Regions from separate parts of the Nomascus leucogenys genome. Here region 1 is linked to region 2. Evidence: chromatin contacts called from public Hi-C data. All regions are on one chromosome and are shown on one strand. Each heading gives the region's core, a stretch centred on a gene start, on an enhancer-like site or on the middle of the called end of the contact. The rest is flanking DNA. Distances are from core to core; before and after follow the strand shown. Region 1 overlaps PTP4A3 (protein tyrosine phosphatase type IVA 3). Region 2 holds the start of PTP4A3 (protein tyrosine phosphatase type IVA 3).

Region 1 (3,315 bases), core at 730-3,229, 33 kb after region 2:
AGAGGGGGTGGGGTGGGGCGGGGTGGGGATTGGCGATGGGGTGGGGTGGGGAGAGGGGTGGGTTGGGGAGAGGGGATGGGATAGCATGGGGGGATGTGGCAGTGAGGGGGCTGGGCCCTTGGAGCTGCCAGGTGCAGGGGCCTGGAGGACTCTGGGAAGGCGTCCTAGTGCATCAAGCGTGGGCTGTCCTGCTTGGGTCTCCCCTCCTGGCCCCCCTAGAAATGGGCGGACTTGGGCCTACTCTGGGAGGATTCCAGGAACGGCTCCTGCCCAGATATAAATAGACTTCTCCGAAAGGCCTGGGGCTGTGCCAGCTGCAGCAGGTGCCCCCCAGGCCCAGCCAGAGGGCCCCAGGCAAGGGGGTGGAGCCCGGGTGGGGGTGATGAGGATGCTGGGGTCCACCTTTGTAGCCCCAGAGGCATGATGGGCTCTGTCTGGTTGTGGCATCACAGAGCTTCATGGGAACTTTCACTCTGAGACCCCTTTTATGGATAAGAAAACTGAGGCTGGGGTGGCAGGAGCAGCTTACCCCAGAGGTCCTTTCTCCCAGAGGGCTAGGGTTGGGATAAGCAGGGTCTCTGGGGGGCTGCAAGACCCAGCTCCAAATGTGGTTCCTCTGCCTTCTGGCTGTGTGACTCAGAAGGGTTGCTCAGCTTCTCTGAGCTGTTATGGTTTGTCAGTGCAGTGTGGCAGGTGTTAGTGCCTTGCTTGTGGAATGCAGTATCTAGCCTGGTATCCTTAGAAAGTGGCTGAGGTTGGAGATTGGTGGGGTAGAGTCCCTGAAGCTGACCCATTCCTGTCTTGGACCTTCAGGGAGACGCTGCTGGAAGTGGTGAGCTGAGAGCACTGGGCAGGAGTCACAGCCTAGCATCTCCCTGTGGTGCTGGGTGCACCCACGTGGGTGGGTGTCCTTGCCAAGGAGCTCACACCCTTGGGGGTCCATGAGCTGGCAGGCAAGGCTACCTGGCTTGGTGCGCCCTTGGTTGGGGGCTCCCATGGGGCCCTTCAGACTGGTCACAGCCCTCCTGTCCTCGGCTCGCCTGCCTGCTTGCCCACCTGGAGGTGGGAGGAGGCGAGGGTTGCCAGCACAGCTGGGCCAGGCTGATGGTGATGCTGTCTGGAAGTGTGGGTGGGGAGAGCCTGGCGGTGGGAGGGGGGGTCGTGCTCTCAGCTGGGCCCCTTGATGACCTCAGATTGCAGGGACCAGGTTGTTTTGAGAGCTGCAAGCAAGGCCACACCTCCAGGGACCCCGTGCTGGGGGTGCCACCCGTGCGCCTCCACCCTGCTCTGAGGGCCCTGGGTGGCCAGGGTGGGCACAGAGTGGGCGGTGATGCCAGCTGCACCCCTGGGGCTCTTAGTCTGGGGAGCACACGAGTTCCCGGCACAGTGCTCCCGGGAGGCAGAGCCAGGAGTCGCAGGGAGGTGTTTGCTTGAGAGGGTCTGGGAGGGCTTCCTGGAAGACGGGGCATCAGTGCCGAGCCTCGGAGTTTGTGGAGCCCGCCGCCTGGCTGAATCCTGCCTGCCGGTGTTACCTGAGTGTGTTCCTCGTTTCAGTGCCTCAGTTTCCTCACCAGTACGCTAGGGGAGACCAGCGTAGCCAGCCACAGCTGGATCGTGAGGATTAAGTGAGGGGACAGCAGTGTCTGGCACACGGTGGGTGCTGAGTAAATACATGGAGGAGTGCCCGGGCGGTGGGGCTAGTGAGCTGGGCAGGGGGTCTGAACTGGAGGGACTCGGGCGCCCTCCTCCTCAGGGTGCAGGACAGCACCTGCACAGCGGGGCCGCATTTCCATTTCCAAAGCTGGGCGCGCTCCTTCCAGGCCTCCCTACCAGGAGCGCGGCCCGGCGGCTCCTGCCCTCTGGACCCCCAGCCCACAGGCCCGTGCAGCCCCATGAGGGGGCCAGGGGGAGCTCCGAGGTTCTAGGGATGGCGCGCACCGGGAGAGGGCGCTGGGCCGGCCGGCCGGCGGGAGGAAGGAGGGGACCCGGGCGGCAGCGCCCCCGGCCCTCGCCGCGCCCCGCACTTCCCTTTCCTGGCCGGGCTTCCTCTTCCCCGCGCCCGCCCTGCGCGGCCCCTTTGTTTCCCGGGCAGGGCGCGGCTATATTTAGGCGGCAGGTGTGGGAGCCCCCGGCAGCCGGGTCGCCAGCCGGTCACGCCCCCCACGTGACGCCCGGGCGCTATAAATAGCCGCAGGCGGCGGTGGCGGCAGCGCTTGGAGCCGGCTCCGCGGCGGAGGGGTGGCGCCCCGACCCAGGCCCAGCACCGTGGGCACCGCCCGGCCGGCGCGTATGGAGGCGGCGGGACGCCTGCGGCGCGGGTGAGCCTGGCAGGTGGGGACGCTGCGGACCCAGGCCTTCCGGGACCCCAGCCCCGCCGGGGAGGAGGTGGCGCCCTCTGGAGGGCTGGGCGGGAGCCGCGCCCCTTACCACGACCCCACCCGCGTCTGGTTCCCCGGGACTCCCCAGAGCGCCCACCTCAGCCCTGACTGCGGCGCAGCCTTACTTTTCCTGAGACCCACTGAGCCCCGGGCCTCCAGCCTCATCCCCCCAAATCACAGTGGGGGGGCCCTCTCTGAAGTGGGGGCTGGATTCAAACTTTTTCACCTGCTGTGTCATCGGGAAGGAGGGCGGTGGCCTCCCTGAACCTCGATTTCATTTTCTGTACGGGGGTTCCGTGCTGTTCCTGCCTCCTAGACTTGAGCCAGAGAGAACCCAGTTAACTGGACACCTGGTGTGGCCCTGGTGGAGAATGTCCTCCCCTCTTCCTGGCTTGTTTCCTCATCTCGCAAACAGGGACAAGGATGGACTCTCCCTTAAAGGGTCTTGAGAAATAGCTGAGGGCTCTGGGCCTGCTGGTGCGAGGAGGCTGAGCCAGATCTTGGGAAGGGTTCTGCAGGGCTTGGTAGCAGGAGGGAAGGAGGGGCCACGGCTGCCAGTGGGTCCTCGTGCTGTGGGCGGCGGCTTGGTGGGGATGGTAGCGGCTCACGACACAGGGAGGCAGGAGCAACCTGTCGCCATTTCGCAGATGGGAAGCCTGAGGCTTCGGCTTCAGGGAGTTCTTAGTGCCCATCCCTGGGGATCCTTAACCCTTGCTCTCAGGGCCCTACCCGGTGACCTCACTGGGGGCGTGCGGTTAGGGAGGGATGTTCTCCCTTGGGGGACAGCCACCAGGCAGGGCAGAGCCACACAGTGGTGCCGGGACATCATTGCTTTGCTCTCACCTGGGGCGGGGGTAGGGGCTCTAGGCTGCAGAGACAAGTGGGGTGTGTGGCAAGACCCCAGCCGAGCCTGGTCCAGCCTCTCCCTGGACCCCGA
Region 2 (3,567 bases), core at 362-2,861:
TGCTTGAACACACCAAGTACAGGACACCCTGTTTAGTGGCTAAACGTGGGAATCGCACCAGCTTTACTCCCAACTTGCTGGGCAATCTTTGGGAGTTGCTGACCTTCTCTGTGTCTCATCAGCAAAACAGGGAGAACACCAGCTCTCCCAACATGGGCTGAGGACTAAATGAGCTGATGAGCCCAGATTTGAACACGGATCTGCAAGGTTCTGTCCTCTGAGCCATCCTCACCCCTGCCCTTAAGGACCAGGGGCCTCTGGACACCGTCAGCTTGCCCACCTGTCCAGGATTTGCACCGCACCTGCTCTGTGCCAAATGCTGGGCACTGGGGACAAACCAGGTGAGGTGTGGACCATGACCTGTGTTGTCACTGATTGGGGGACTTTCTGGCAGAGTGGACAGTGTAGTGGGCTGAGAGACAGGATGGCCAGTGGAGGCTGAGCTCTCAGAGGCGGCAGCAGCTGATGGGGACCACGCAATGGGAAGGACGGAGGCCCTGGGATAGTCTGGGGTGAACTTCCAGGCAGAAGCAACAGCAGGTGCAAAGGCCCTTAGCTAGGAAGGAAACTTTGGGTTGGGGGAATAGCTTGCAGGCGCTCTGAGAGAGGTTGGCAGCCAGGTGGCAGGGAGGCAGTCCGGTCAGGTGGTCTTGGGACAGTTTAGGGTCTCTGGCCTTCACCAGTGAGGTGCTGCCTGGAGGCTTCTGCAGAGGAAGGCGGCTCTCACTTCCATCTTCCTGGGGCCCCTCTGGCTGCTGAGGGTGGATGGGTGGAAGAGCATCTTTCAGGGAAGTGGAGGCAGGGCTGGAGCAGTTGAACATCTGACTGGGCCGAGGGTCCAGGGACTGGCATGGAACAGGGCTGGGTGGGTGAGGCCCCCTGGCAGACCCCAGCTTGCCTCTGTTTCCCTCTGTACTGGGGCCTCCTGCGTGAACCAGCACTGGTTTTTCCAGTAACTGGAGCCACAAGCCTCCCTAGGAAGGGCTGACCCATAACAGGACGTCCTCAAGGTCCCCAAGAGCTAGAGGCTGAGATGCCGCCCTCCCCTGGGCGGGCCTCGCAGCCTGGAGGCACGGGGTGGTGCAGCTCACTTGGGCAGGCCCGATCCACAGGCCTCCCCGCTCTACTGAGCACCGCGTGTCCCGTGGGCTCCCTACCCGTCCTGATAACACGGGGGTCCGGGGGCCTCGAAGCCGGTCTGACCCCAAGTACCCGGGCCGGGTGACTGCTGTCTTGTCGCCCCAGCCCATCCCCTCAGCCAGCCCACCTGGCGGCACGGGACCCAGCGCCAGTAGTCGACTTAGAGGGAAACTGAGAACTCCAGAAGTTTCGTGAACTCCCTGGCCTCGTCCGCATCCCGCCTTCTGCCTCCTCACTCTGGCTTCAAAACTGCCCCTCCGACGCCCGCCTGCCCCAGGCCGACCTGACCTAGGCGCCCGCCAGGCACAGGAGCCAAGGTCAGCCTCCGAGGACGCCCGCGCGGCCACAGCCGCCTCCTCCCAGCCCAGGAACGGCCTCGGGGGGCGGCGGGCGCGCGGCCGCGGCGTGGGGAGCGCTCCCATTGGGCCGTGCCCCCACGTGACCCAGCGGCTCCGGCGCGCGCCCTAAGGCTGTGGAGCCGCGGCCGCGCCTGTGCGCGAGGGCGCGCGCGTCCCGAGCCCTCCACCCGTGGTGCCGGCGCCGCCTGGACCGCCAGGTCAGTCTCCTCCGCGCCCGCTCGGGGCGGGGGCGCGCGGCGCTTTGTGGAGGCGCGTGGGGGGCCGTCCGCGCGCGAGCCCGCCGCCCGCTCCGGGCACGGCTTCGGGGCCGCGCAGCCGGGAGGGCCGCCGCCTTCCCCCCTGCCCGCGCGTCCCGGGACCCTGCGCCTGGCTGCCGATCCGGCGGGAACGTGGGCCTGGAGGCTGCCACGTGCCGGGGCCGAGCCTTGGGAGGCCGCTGTTTCCCCAGGCGAGCCACAGGACACCCATGGCTGGAAGGGAGTGACCCGCTCCCGTTTCTGGGTGCGCGGGAGACCTCCTACCCTGAGTTCATCCTGCCCAGGGTCCTGCCCAGGATCTGGCTCTGCCCCCATTCACGGCTCAGTTTCCTGAGCTGCACAGTTTGGGGGGCTGGAACCCCACAGCCTTCCGTGCCTCCAGGGCAGGTCGTACATGTCAGTGGAGGTCACGGGGAAGCAGAGCGTCAGGTCTCAGGCCGGGTGGAGTCCGCCTCAGACCATACTAGTGTTGGGACTCGGGCGGCGCCTCAGCCCTCCAAGCACACCCCGGTAGAATCAGGTCAGCAGCCTTGATCCACGTGCCTCAGGAATTAAACGGGTGACTCCTGACACGCCCCTGGGCAGCTGGTGGCCCAGGGGTGGGGTGGTGGCATGCTTAGCTCCAAGTGGGCAGAGCAGTTTCACCCTGCCGGTTCCCGGAGGGAAGCCCTTTATGAGGGAGGCTTCCCTGGCCCTCTCTGATAGCGGCTCCAAGGGCAGCGTGAGGTCCAGGCTAGCTGGTCACAGCGTGTGCCCGGGCACCCTCAGCCAAGGCAGAAAGGCACGTGCTGCACCCCCCCCTCTGCCTGCGGGCTCTGGGGTGTGCCCCGCACACGATGGTGGGTGTTGGGCATTCACCTAGTCTGTGGACCCTGGGGGCCCTGCTCCCAGGATGGAGCAGTGTCCTCGGCTGCAGACCAGAGGAGGTCACTGAACACAGGGTGCCTGTGACCTTGCACCGACAGAAGCCTCCTGGCAGCCCTGTGCAGAGCCGTGCTTCACAGAGTTCCTGCAGTCCTCCCAAGAAGTTCGTTAACCCCATTTCTTAGATGAGGAGACTGAGGCCCAGAAAGGTGGAGCTGGTGCAGCCCCTAGCCTGCAGGGCTAAGCAGAGCCTTGTTGTTCCCATCTGCAACGGGGGCATTGGAGCTGCTGTAAATGGGGGGCCCCAAGCCTGTCACCTGAGTGGAATTAGGCATTGGGGGTCTCCCCATCACCACGCCGGCCCCCCTCACTGTGGTTACTAAGGAGGAGAAGCTGCCCTGTGTAGGAATTCCTGGGCTGTTTCCAAATAGCCCCGCTAGGAAGTTTGTCACCCCTCAACACCCCCAATGGGTTCGCCAAGCACTTACTCTGTGCCAGGCCCAATGCTGGACCTGGAGATGGGGCATGGCTGGCTGGCTGAGTGGGGTAGGTTTTGGACAGGCCCCCACAGGCAGTTGGCGTGATGGGGGAAAATGCAGGCGGGGATGAGATGCAGCCTCCAGGTAGTTTCCCCAGCTGCCTGCTCCTCTCTGCCTTTGCCCCCCTCCCAGAAGCCTGCACTGACCTCTGGAGTAAGGCTGGGGGCCTCAGCTGGTCCCCTCTCTGTCCCAAGTACCAGCCCAGGACATGGTGAGGGTGGCTGGCTGATGCAGTCAGGCACTGGACATGGGAGGCAGGAGGAAGGCCGGGTGGGTGGGCTTCTTTCTCAGACAAGTGGGCAGTTTGGATGGTGATGAGGTGTTGGAGTCACCATGGGTGGCTGGGCTCAAAAATGACATGAGGGCACGCTTAACAGATGCTTAACCAAATCCTGAATTGGCATTGGC

Evidence for each region. A called contact is a pair of places that touch in the nucleus more often than the background predicts.
Region 1: a contact with region 2 is called in a Hi-C map of a lymphoblastoid cell line, with 3 times the contacts expected there. The contact joins the enhancer-like site here to the promoter of PTP4A3 in region 2. A contact is called at or near these places in 2 of 4 Hi-C or Micro-C datasets (a lymphoblastoid cell line and an unstated tissue).

What each region holds. Positions count from the first base shown.
Region 1 is chr16:93,419,397-93,422,711 of Asia_NLE_v1, forward strand. The region is part of intron 1 of PTP4A3 (protein tyrosine phosphatase type IVA 3); the gene reads left to right. Among named protein-coding and RNA genes, the nearest start is that of PTP4A3, 32 kb to the left of the region's middle. Within about 2 kb of position 1,980, the one cell type or tissue checked has an H3K27ac peak away from gene starts, as active enhancers do. A contact at or near this core is called in a lymphoblastoid cell line, where this site is marked.
Region 2 is chr16:93,386,962-93,390,528 of Asia_NLE_v1, forward strand. It overlaps PTP4A3 (protein tyrosine phosphatase type IVA 3), which reads left to right and starts at 1,612. Exons shown (of 6, transcript XM_030795110.1): 1 at 1,612-1,696.